Regions from separate parts of the Mus musculus genome. Here region 2 is linked to region 1. Evidence: chromatin contacts called from public Hi-C data. All regions are on one chromosome and are shown on one strand. Each heading gives the region's core, a stretch centred on a gene start, on an enhancer-like site or on the middle of the called end of the contact. The rest is flanking DNA. Distances are from core to core; before and after follow the strand shown. Region 1 overlaps Dscam (DS cell adhesion molecule). Region 2 overlaps Dscam (DS cell adhesion molecule).

Region 1 (6,397 bases), core at 71-2,570:
TTCAATCCCACTGCATTTTGAGTCTAACCCTAAGGTCAGTTATTCCTTAAGCTTGAAGGGATGCTTGTAAACTTGTTATTGGGCTGAGAAAGTGGCTTGGTGGGTGAAGTGCTCGCACACAAGAGCCAAAATTTGGATGCTAAGCCCCCACACCTAAGCCAGGCATAACTGCCTCCTCCTATAATCCTAGTGCTAAGGGATTAGAGATAATCCAACCAATCAGTGAGCCTCAGTTTCCATGAGATACCATGACTTAAAAAGTATGGTGGAGGGCAATAGAGAAAGAAACTCGAAGTTTACCTCTAGTCCAGGCATATATACACATGCAATACATTTCACACACACGCATTATTAATTAAAGTTAACAGACACTTGGAGTCTTAACTCCATCATTATGGAATGGACCACATCTGTGAAAATCAATCACCATAAACTCTCTTATTTCATCTAATGATGGTGAATATTTATTGATACATCTGCTTTGCAATGTATCAAGAAAGTAAGGTAGAAATGATATGGGCCCATGAATTAATTGTATCCTTAGAGGGAAGATCCAGATGATGGACAAACTATGAGTGGTCAATGCTCCCGTCCATGTGGAGTCTCTGTGTGAAGGTTTTACCTCATGTGTAAAATGGCAGCCTTTTCCCATGGCAGAAGAAGGCTCTCATATCCAAAATGAGAAGCCACTTTCCCTCAGCAGGCAGGGACAGATAACTCAATGAAGTCCAGGTCTTTAAGGCCACATCATTTCCCATTGTGATGAAGGAGTTCTTTTCCCCAGGAAAAGTGAAGATAACCCATGATGCATATACTAGATTGTTTTCTAATCCTCTGCCACATGCTTCATGGGAATTTAATAGTTTAATATTTCACAGCCTCCTATCTATGGGGATTAGGGAGAGAATGAGACCACAAGAAGCACAATGCTGCCAAATGACAAAGTTTTAAACATACCATGAACTGTGAGGTGTCCCCAGGGAGATGAGAGAATAGACCTACTAAAAAGGGCAATTGGATATTATATGATGGCTTTAGTTGGGTGGGAGAGTGGCAAGATAGCATTATGGGCAAAGGAACTACTTAGTGGCCAGGGGGATCTTTACCAGATCCACAGAACTCCATGTGAGACAAAGCTGCCATCTTGGATAAAGGAGGGGCTTCTGTACTTTCCCCAGTGTGGCTCTGCAGAGAGAAGGGCAGATCTCAAACTGAGGGGTACTGATCATCTGTCTCTTTGTGACCATTTTTGGTTCCATTATGTCATTTGCACGTGTTGAGGGAATGAGCTTGTGTTTGTGCACATTCGGGGAATGTGAACACTGTGTCCATCCATGCCCAAATTTAGAAGGCAGGATTACATCACATTTCAAAACATATGTTCCAGAGAAAATGAGCAAGAAAGGTTTTTTTTTTCCCACATTCAATGATATTTTAAATTCACTAAGGACTATTTAAAGCAGTTCTAAAGAAAAAATTTCTTTAAACAAACAAAAGAAACTTTAGGGGAATTAATCATGTTTGATTTTATAATCGCACAGATTCTTTTTTTTTTTATTTTTTTTATTTTTGAGATGCTGTGATGAAACCAGGACCACATGAATGTGAACTAAGCACTCTGCCTGGCTACATTGCCAATGGGAGATTAAATCTGCCTAGGTTTGTTTTCTTTACCCAGAGACTCACATACTTGATTATATTAGACACACTGTTTCTTAAAAAAAAAAAAAGTGGAATGTTTTGAAACAGTTTCACTTTTGATTTTTGTAGCTATATCACACTGTGGACTCAGAGGTTTGAAAATACTCAGCACATAGTTTAAAATCAGATATGTGGACCATTGATTTGTATTTGTATGTGTGTGTGTGTGTGTGTGTGTGTGTGTGTGTGTGTGTGTGTGTGTGTATGTATGTTTGTATGTATGTGTGTGTGTGTGTATGAGAAAGAATGGTGTGTGTGTGTATGAGAAAGAATGGTGTGTGTGTGTGTGTGTATGAGAAAGAATGGTGTGTGTGTGTGTGTGTGTGTGTGTGTGTGTGTGTGTGTGTGTAAGTGTTCACATTTCTATCCAGTTATCTGAAACCTTTCATTCTCTTCAAAGATAACTGACTCACCCAACGTGGATCATGGTACAGAACCTGGATGGCAGCTGATGCATGTGACCATGGGAGAGATATAAGAAGACTGTGAACAGTTTCTCACACTGATTGGAATGGGCATAGAAAGGCATTTGATGTGTTTGCTGCTGAGGTCCCATGGGTCAGTCTTCTGAGCTAGTGTTGAGGCTGTTTCGACAGCTAATAAAACAGCCATGCAGAGCACTGGGTTATTTAGGAATACCCATGGTTCTAGGAAGAGAAAGACATAGCTCACCAAACCAGCAGAGACTAAAAATCAGCCATAGCAGCTTGGCTTACCTACCAGAAAGAACATCTCAGATATGGACTTGGCAGCCAGACTGAAATACAAAAGCAGGTGATCTACATTGCATGGGAGAGTGTGCCATTCTCCTTGGACCAGATGCTAGAAACCCTAAAGAAACTTACAGAGGATAGGCAGTCATCTGGAGCAGGAGGAGGCATGGAAATCTACTTCTTACTGGAAGGGCCAGCCAAGTGGCAATCAGGCTTCCTGTCATTCTGGGGTGGGGGTGGGGGTGGCACTATGACTCCTTACCCAAAGCATCCATGTCAGATTCACTGACTGCAAGTGTTGGCCACAAGGTCAGGAAAAGCATCTGTGACCTTAAAGATCTGTGTGACTGAGAATGTGTGTGTGTCCTGCTGTTTTTAAATTATGTTACACATCAAGTCATGCCCTCCAATCTTAACATACTGAAACCCCAATGCCCTACAAGGCAGCTACATTTGGAGTGGGTCCTTTCAAATGGTGAGCAAGGTTGAATAAGGCCATAGAGAGAGTTCTAATCCAGTGGGCTTGGTGTCCTCATCAAAGGGGACAGAGACTCAGACACTCAAGACACAATCATGCAAGGAGGCAGGGAAGACATAGCCAGTGCTGTGCACTGGGTGTGGCTTATACTGAGGTCCCTGTCAGTCTGATGGATGATTCTGAGATCTTGTATCCTTAAGAGGGATCTATAGTGGGAATTACTTGGTCTTTGGGCTGTGTTCTTGGTTGGAGTCCAGGTAGCTTTGGAGAAGGGTTGTACTAAAGGCTGAGCCCAACCCTGCTCAATATCCTCTCTTCCTACTTCTCTGTCTTTCTGTCTTTCTGTCTTTCTGTCTTTCTTTCTGTCTTTCTTTCTGTCTGTCTGTCTGTCTGTCTTTCTGTCTGTCTGTCTGTCTGTCTGTCTGTCTGTCTGTCTGTCTGTCTTTCTTTCTTTCTTTCTTTCTTTCTTTCTTTCTTTCTTTCTTTCTTTCTTTCTTCCTTCCTTCCTTCCTTCCTTCCTTCCTTCCTTCCTTTCTTTCTTTCTTTTTTTTGAGACAGGGTCTCTCTGTGTAGCTCTGGCTGTCCTGGAACTCACTCTGTAGACCAGGCTGGCCTCAAACTCAGAAATCCACCTGCTTCTGCCTCCCAAGTGCTGGGATTAAAGGCGTGTGCAACCACACCCAGCTCTTCCTACTTCTTAAGGCCCCTACCACAGGAAGCATCAACACCTGACATATTCCACAGGACCCAAGTGGAAACTGAATAAAGTAGGAGCCAGCCTGAAGTGCCACCACTGTAAGAGAAATAGGTTGAACTCTGCTTCATTAGTAGCCTGCCCTTGGGTTTTCATTATAGTTCGGCAAAGTTGACTAAAGCAGCTATCTGCAAGTCAAAATGGAGAACCTGTGAAGGAATGAACCCCAACCCAACTCCAACCCCCAAATCCCTGTGGGAATAAGTTCTTGTTCAGCCACACATTGCTGTTGTTATGGCAACCCCAAATGAATGCAGATGACCCTCAGAATGGACTCACAAGGTGTGCAGTGCAGCTAAGTGGCAAAATACTTGCCTTGCATGCACACGACCCTGGGGTTCCATCCCAGCTCAAAAAACAAAAACAACAAAATAATAAACAAACAAAAAACCCAGGCAATGACTACAACAACAACAAAAACAAGTCAAAACAAAACTCTAAAGATGCATGTATGCATGCCTAGAAAATGGTCCGGGAATCGTTTGGCACATTCCTTCCATAAGGGACACTCCATTTGAGATATAATAATAAGAGATTTCTTTTTTCTTTACAGATCACATTCACTTTTGTTATTCAGAATCTTCATAGGAGTGTAACAAACACAGAGAGCCAAGCAAGCTCAGAATGGAGAGTCTGCCACAAGAGTTCCACCCTCCTCCTGCCTGGAGTCCCCACAGCCCCTGGGGCTCCCACAGAGCAGGGTTTGAAAAATGCTGCTTCCATCCTAGTGCCTTGCAGAGATCTAACATGTCAGCAAATTACCTCCAGTTCCCACATTATCGTTAATCATGGGCCTCCTGGGATGACAGTGTTCCCCTAGACATGATAAATAACAATGACCTGGAGGCTCCTGCATGCAGATATGTGCCTGTGTGCCTGCAAAGGGGGTCGGCATCCAGGAGAGATAGTGAGAAACTTTGTTCTTAATGCCTCCTTTGGGATTTCTTGCAAGGAGGCCATTCAAAGCAGACTCCATTCAAGGCACTTAGAATGCCCTGCCCAGAAATCTTTCCAGGGCCCTGGAGATGCTCAAGGACATTTGAAGATTCCCAGGTCCGTGGAGAAGAAATGCCCATCTCACCAAACAATGAGTCACTCTGACATCTCACCTATTCTGGGTTTTAGAGCACTGAGGCAAGGGAGGCCTTAGAAGTTCTCCAGTGAGCAATCTCTGCGCTCCCCTCCCTCTGTGCAGTTAGCTAACAACAAGCTTTCATTGAAGATGTGCTTATTAGCACTTCAGTCAGCTCCTCAGGGTCCCTCACTCCCAGGTTGACCTTGTGGTTGATTCTGGTCTTAGCAGTCAGGCTAGTGTCCTTCAGAGGACACTGGGCACTTGCTGACACATTTCTCAATGCTGGATGCAGCTAGCCTAACTGGGCTGTGGTCAGATATGGTCCCCAGACTCCTGCCAGCTCTGGGTGGACCGCTCCTATGACAATACTGGTCTTTCTGTCTTCTTCATTCTCTCCTGATCATGCTCCATACAGTCCTGTGAGCACTGTTGCTGTTTGTTCAGAGGTGACTGAAATAATTGTGATGTTTATCTTGAACTTACCTGTCTTAGTCTCTGGAGTTGCAGGACCACAGGCATGTGCTACCATGCCTGACTCTAAGCCTAGCTTTAGGACAAAGAATCATGACTCTAAGAATGATCCTCTTCATATTATTGAGAGAACTAAAAGTAATTATGACTACAACCCAACAGATAAACCCTGAGCCTTCTGCTTTGTCTGGTGGGCTAAGCTTTGTGCTACAAAAGACACTGACAACTCTGGTAACCCTGTGATCTGAAGACATTCCTTGTTGCTCTGCCCAAAGTGTAATGAAGCTAGATGCAGATGCTGGAAGGCATTCCAGAAAATGCCAGAACTTCACACACATATACACAGACATACACACAGAGATACATACACAGACACACACATATACAGACACACACAAACAGATACACATAGACACACATATAAAGATACACACTCAGACACACATGCACACATATAGACACATGCACAGACAGATACATACACAGAGAGGCACCCCCCCACACATACACAGACACAAACACACATACATACATAGACACACAGACATAGACACACAGGCACACACAGAAATACATACAAGTACACAGACACATACATACACACAGACACACACACACACCTGGTTAATAAAGATATCATGTGAAAATAACAGAAATTAATGAATGAAACAAAGCTTTCTGTCCCACATGTTCATTTGACCATGCAAAATAAAAAGCTACAGAGAAATGTTTCTCCAGTAAACCCAGGATCTGCCTCAACAGGATGTGAAGCAGCAGATATAAGCACTCCAGATCAACAGCCATTTCTCCCTGAGTCTGTCTAGGTGTGGATCTCTCTCCTCTGCCATGCACATGAGCTTGGAAAGCAGCACTTCCAAGGCCTCTGTGGGATGGGGACAGTAAATTATTCTCTCATGGAATCCTTCCCTTAGAATGTAGAAGTGGGAGCCATGGAGATGGTTCAGTTGTAAGAGAACTGCCATAAAAGCATGAGGTCACCCACATAAAAAGTCAGCCATGGCCACCCACACCTCTAATCCCAGCACTGGAGGCTGGGCAGGGACTGGAAGACTGTAGGATTGCCCACCTCTGCCCGGCTCCAACATGGAACATCCTCCTTTAGCCTCTGTTCACATACACATGGATGCACAAAACCACACACATGTACATATACATCACATATCCACACACACTTGGCCCATACC
Region 2 (6,383 bases), core at 3,077-5,576, 170 kb after region 1:
GTCACCCATGCATCTGTAAGGAACCCCAAAACACTTACTGCTTCACCAAGCTAGACCTGCATAGAACTCTCCCTTTAGTCTGTTGGTGCTCTCCAGCCTGGTGTGAAGAGATGTTTCTTTATGTCCTCTCAGGAGAAGCCCTGCTATAGGGCTTGTATTTCCCCTTCATATAACACTTATTTAACATATGCTGAGTATCTGGCTCTGGTTCAGGATCTGGGGACATTAACAATCAAGGCTCATTGTCACCAATGCCATGGGCTATAGCAAAAAGTCCAGAAAGAAAGCTAGATGGCTTATTCTCAACTCTCTAGAAAATAGGGAGTCACACCAGTGGGCACATTCTACAGAGAAATGAAAATGTATGTTCACACACAAAGCTGTACACGAATCTTCAAATCAGTGTTGTTTATAACAACCAATGAGGACACATTCAGTGTGCTCATCAGTCGTAAGGCTGGCATGTAAGGTGCAGTTTATACATAAAATAGAATACTACTCTGTAATAATAAAAGCAATGAACTGCTATCATAAGCTGTAGTGAGGCTGACCCTGGATGGTATTATGCTGAGACTGGAGAGCCACAGAGGAGCACAGACCATATGATTCCATTCACATGAAGTTTCTAGGAGAGAAAATGAGAGAGAGAGAGAGAGAGAGAGAGAGAGAGAGAGAGAGAGAGAGAGAGAGAGAGAGAGAGAGAGAGAGAGAGAATATAGGTCAGTGGTTTTCCTGGGACTGGAGGGGGGCTGAAGGGACTAGGAAGCCACAGCTAAATGGTACAGGTTTTCTCTCTGAGGTGTTAAAACTGCTCCAAAATGGACAGTTAAAGGCTACATATTTGTGGATAAATCAAAACCTCTGAATTACATACTCTAACTTGCTTCATTTATGGCAAGCAAATTGTGCCTCAAAAAGCTGTTTTTGGAAGTTGAGAGCATCATTGCAAGTCTGAAACAAAACAATTTCCCAGATCAGAGTTTGAGATGGGAAACATGGCATAGACAGGAGAGAAGGCTGAGGCAGGATGCCTGGAAGCTATTGTGCCAGCTAAGAGGAGAATGGCCCCATCACACAGACACATCTGATATAATCTCCCCCAGCACAAGTGCACAGAGCCTGCGAGAAATGAGAGGGCAGAGAGCAGTAAGTCTGTATTATACAAGGGTGACAGCTTGGATGCTTGGCCTCAAAGATGAGCCATTAACGAAAAGGTCATACAAGGCAGAGAGGAGGATATGAGGTAAAGAAAAGAAGACCAGCTTACTCAGTGAGGCTCAGGGCACTGCCCTGGGACAACAGGTTAGCATAGTCATCCAAGACTCCAAAAAGAGTTTCCACATCAGAGAAGAGCCAGTGAGGCTCAGGGCACTGCCCTGAGACAACAGGTTAGCATAGTCATCCAAGACTCCAAAAAGAGTTTCCACATCAGAGAAGAGCCAGTGAGGCTCAGGGCACTGCCCTGGGACAACAGGTTAGCATAGTCATCCAAGACTCCAAAAAGAGTTTCCACATCAGAGAAGAGCAACCATCCCTAGGTGTGTGTCCCAATACAGAGAGGAGCATGAGAAGAGATGGGACCTGAGATGGGTCTTCAGACACAGGGAGTTTTTAGTAAGATGAGGGAAAGACATCGGACAGAGGATTTGACCCCAGATAGAGATTGAAAACCTACATGTTAATTACACATTTGTGTGCACACCTACACATGTGTACACACACACGTGCACATTATACACACACGATAAAATAAATAAATATAGGTTTAAATTTTAAAGTATTTTTCATATACAAAAATTATATATGTATGTATATATATATATATATATATATATATATATATATATATTTCCTTATGCATTCTTAAGACAGGGTCTCAAGCTGCATCCCAGGTTGACCTCAAACTCACTATACAGCCCAAACTGGCCTCAAACTTGTGAGCATCTTCTTTCTTGCTTTGGTCTTCAGAGTTATGGGATTACAGGCATTTGCTACCATACTCCTAGTGCATACAGTATGTTTTTGTTTGTCTGGTTTTGGTTTCAGTTTTAGATTTCATATTATGTTGTTGTGATGGTCATTGGTGGTCTTCTGATGGTTTGTTTGTTTGTTTGTTTGTTTGTTTGCATTGCTCAATTGGAACTCAGCATCTCATGCAAGTTTAGTCATTGAGCTACACACCCAGGCTCTTATATCATAATGCTAAATAAAACAAAACAATAAAAACACAGGCACAAAAGAGTCCCATCTCTCTTCCCTCCCCCATCAAATATAATCGGAGTAAGAACAAACCCATAGTGTTAGATTTAAGTGTGGAGAGATGAATACCTATTCAACTCTCCTCATGGGAGGAGGTGGAGAGAGCCCAGGGGCTGTCACAATTTGTCCTGATCTGCATGTTCTTATCTTCAGATAAGATTTCCCAGTGCTATCCACTGGGATCAGCACACAGTGACAGCATGACTGCTGTATTCTACTTAAAACCTTAAGAAAACAGAAAAAGAAAGGAATACATAGGAGATACAGGAGAATGGTAAGATCCGTGGTCTAAATCCCACAGAAAAAATGATGTACTAGACACAAAAGGATGGAAGGCAACTCAGAGTCTCACAACTCATCATGCCAGCACCTAGGAGATTGGAGGCAGGAGGATCACCATAAATATGAGTCTAGCCTGGGCTACATAGTAAGTTCCTAGCCAGCCTGAATTATAGAGTGAGACCCTGTTTGAGCCTTTATACTTCCTAAAAGAAGAAGGAAACAAACAGGATGGCAGTATTGGATGTCGGCATTTTAATGGATTCTGAGATGTCAGAATTCTGAGACCTAAGGCAGGACACCAGATTTATAGACCACAGGGACTCACTTTAGGTGGACATTTTATTTGGGTCCAAAATGCTTTTTATTGATTTTATAAGAACCTGTGAACAGGTATGTATACTACTTTCTGTAAAGGCCTTCCAAAATAAAAGGAACATAACTCTACCTTGGGTAAATATGTCAGGGAAGTGTAACCTTTCACTAATTCAGAGACATGAAACTGCTTTATGTTCGAGTTGATGCCTTCAAACTCACTGTGACCTGGCTCTGACCACTGGAATCAGATGAATGATGGTCACATCACAGCCTGGAAAGTTCCTAAGTGTTTGAGAAGCAATTCCAAGTAAGGTTATAAAGATGTGCCTATGTGTTTCTGCAGTAGCATGCTGAACTCTAACTAATGTATGTTAATGGTACCCAGCATTAAAGCACGTGATCAAATAACTCCTCATGAAATAAGAGTCAGATAAGACTTGTCCTTGGCAGACAGTGTATGTAGTTCCATGCCTACTGATAAAACAGCCACAGGCACAAAACTTGAAACTGATTTGGACCTCCTACTTTTACAACCAAATATTCAGGCAATGTGAATAGCAAACAGCAAACTAGCCAGGGCCTCCTCCTTCCCACATTCCCAACATCAATCCACAGGGTAAGACTGAATTGCTGAATTAGGACAACAGAGTGAGGAGCTAGAGAGATGGCTCAGTGGCTAAGAGGAATGGCTGTTCTTGGAGAGGACCTGGGTTTGGTTCCCAGCCCCCTATTCACACACACACATACACATACACATACACACAAACACACACACACACACACACACACACACACACACACAAGATTATAAATAAAATACATTGTTTTATTTCTAAGAGGACACTAATGCACACAGAGGGACATTGTATATAGAGAGCTGCAGAGAGCTGGAGAGGGAACCCCAAATAAGTCTTTACCTGGCATTTGCATGTGGTTAAAAAAATTGAAAAAATATGGAGCACTGGAAAGGAAATCAGAACAGGGTAGGTAGAAAAGATAATTCACATCACAACTAGCCAGAGCACAGAAACATAACACACATAGCTGAACTGGTAAACTGTCATTGCAGCTTGAGCTCACTAAGAATCTAGCACTGGAACTTAGGTCTCTGCCCCCACTTCAGACCCTAGCATTTTAATCTCAAAGTGTCCTCCCTTGTCTTGGGATATGCTGCTCCTAACCCCAGGACCCAGAGAGATGAGCAAGATAGCTTAACCAAGTATAAAATGACATCATGTCCTTGGGGACAGCTAGAAAGTGAACCATTTTCAACAGAATTCACCTCTGTTTATCCCACATTATAAAGACAGACGCCTCACTGGGAAAGAGAAGCCAGAAGGTCAGCCGTAGGAAGCTCAGCTGTGGAGATAGAGCTCAATCAGAAACTCCACCAATGTCAACTTCCCCACTCAATGTCTGCTAGATGTCCTGAGCGTGACTTGTGACATCATCCCCATCTGCTGCCATTTGTTGCTTTATGTGGAAGTCTCACCCAGAGGGAATGTGAGGACACGCTGATCTGCCCAGGACTCTCAGTGGGGAACTCCAGCTGGCTGCCAAGCAGGGCTTCCCAGATAATTTCTGATGGATACTATGAGTGCCTAATTGGATATTTTGCTTCTTTCTTTCTATCCATCTTCTTCTACCTATTCTTTTACATGGGCTTTGCTATTTACTTACTGAACTCAGCAATTCAAAACCAAAAGTATGACCAGCATAGAACATTCTCCGGACGCTACAGCAACATACTTCAGGCACAGCATGCAGAACACATCACCATGGCAATGGGGGGTCAATGTCATCTCAGCAAAGTTCACAGCAGAGCCTACAGGGCCTTACTGGTTCCGAGTACCTTAACTGCATGATGACTGCAACGCCGGTTAACAGAAAACAAAATGCAACCATCAGTACAATGAATTTCTCAAGAGTGAGCTCACACCATGGAGTCAAACTCAGAAGTGAGAGACAAGGAAACATCAGGAAGAGACACTGAAAGAACTTCAATAAAATGTCTCACAATGCTCCAACCAATCAACCAATCCAGCAAAAGAAAAGCATGCTGATTGGCTCGATATTCCAACTCGATTTTTTTTGGGGGGGTTCTCAGCTTGTACATTTGTACATTTTGTAGGAATTTAATTCTGAATTGTCTCCCAACTAGACACCACACCCTCCCTCTCAGCTTCCTGAGACAATCTGTCTTAGTCACATTTACCATCATGTAAAAAAGCCCTCCCCACCTCCTTACCCCAGGCACAAAACACAGATGATGGTACAGCTTTGGTCCTGGTACTCAGAGCATAAACACGTTCTTAACAAATGTCTCTATGTGTTTATTAATAGACCATTAGATGTCTAAAAGGAAAAAACACAATTTTTTTTCATATAACCAAATATTCATTATAAGGAATAATTCCTGGTGTGCATTTCTTAGACATTATCTGTCATAACCAAAAGTTCATCATCAAGCCCTCAGGGACCATGAGTGGCTGAGAATATAACTCCTGAGGTGCCCTGAGAACTCACTTCTGAGATTTGAACTGCTTTGTCAACAGTGTTCTTTATACCCAAAATTCTTACAGATTTTACAACATGACTAATAATAAAAAAATCATCTTTCATTGTGTGCTTTACAAATCTCCAGAGGAAAAAGTGTTTTAACCAGAAAAAATTGCTCTAAAATATCTGTTATACCCTTCTAGAAAATTATCTCATATGTGCACAGTAGTTCATTGTGCACATAAAGTCTCTGGGTCCCTGGGGACATCTGAAAGTTGCTTTAACATAGTGGTAGTTGAAGTGTGCATTTCAGGAGGAGAACATGGGCCCTCAAATAAGCCATGAGCATGTTGTATGTAACAATCTAGCATTTAAATTTCAAGTTTACATGTGTCGAAGGACACTAAAGTAGTCAGCAATTCCAAAGAATTGGAAGCCCAAGGAGGGGATGGTTTTCTACAAATTGCGCCAGAGCTAATCTAAATCATGTGACCTAAATCATGTGACTGGTCCTGCCATGGTTTGAATGTGATCTGAGTTGTCTCCTAAGGCAAGTGTACTAGAAGTTGTAAACATGAAAAATACCCTGATACAAGCAACTGAGAGAAAGGGGATCTTTGTTGGCTCACATGTTGAAGTATAGTATATCTTGATAGAGAAGTCAGAATATTGGGAGCTTGAAGATGCTGGTCACATGGTACCCAAGTCAAGAAGCAGAAAGCTATGAGGAACTCGACCATTAATTTTTATATGGGCCAGGAACCATGCCCAGGAAATGGCACTGCTCAATTTTACTGTGGGTCTTCAGTGTTCAGTTAGTCTACTATATTCTAATTATTCAGCATGATTCCCTATAGGCCTGCCTCCCAGGGGATACCAATTCCTGTCAAGTTTGTAATGGACAGTTTGGTGGTTTGAATAAAAATGGCTCCTATAGCCCCTTGGGAAGTGGCATTATTAGGAGGTGTGTCCTTGTTGGAAGAAGTATGTCACTTCGGAGGCAGGCTTTGAAGTCTCAGATGCTCAAG

What was found. A called contact is a pair of places that touch in the nucleus more often than the background predicts.
Region 2: a contact with region 1 is called in a Hi-C map of nephron progenitors, with 3 times the contacts expected there. The contact joins two enhancer-like sites. A contact is called at or near these places in 10 of 484 Hi-C or Micro-C datasets (the C2C12 cell line, adipose-derived mesenchymal stem cells, cortical neurons and 4 more) and 1 of 115 datasets of contacts at active chromatin or transcription factors (embryonic fibroblasts).

What each region holds. Positions count from the first base shown.
Region 1 is chr16:96,900,126-96,906,522 of GRCm38.p6, forward strand. All of the region lies in intron 3 of Dscam (DS cell adhesion molecule), which reads right to left. It overlaps Gm32432 (a long non-coding RNA gene), which reads left to right. Exons shown (of 2, transcript XR_876307.3): 1 at 1-6,397. Among named protein-coding and RNA genes, the nearest start is that of Gm32432, 21 kb to the left of the region's middle. Within about 2 kb of position 1,321, at least 21 of the 459 cell types and tissues checked have an H3K27ac peak or open chromatin away from gene starts, as enhancers often do.
Region 2 is chr16:97,062,730-97,069,112 of GRCm38.p6, forward strand. All of the region lies in intron 1 of Dscam (DS cell adhesion molecule), which reads right to left. Among named protein-coding and RNA genes, the nearest start is that of Dscam, 100 kb to the right of the region's middle. Within about 2 kb of position 4,327, at least 17 of the 459 cell types and tissues checked have an H3K27ac peak or open chromatin away from gene starts, as enhancers often do.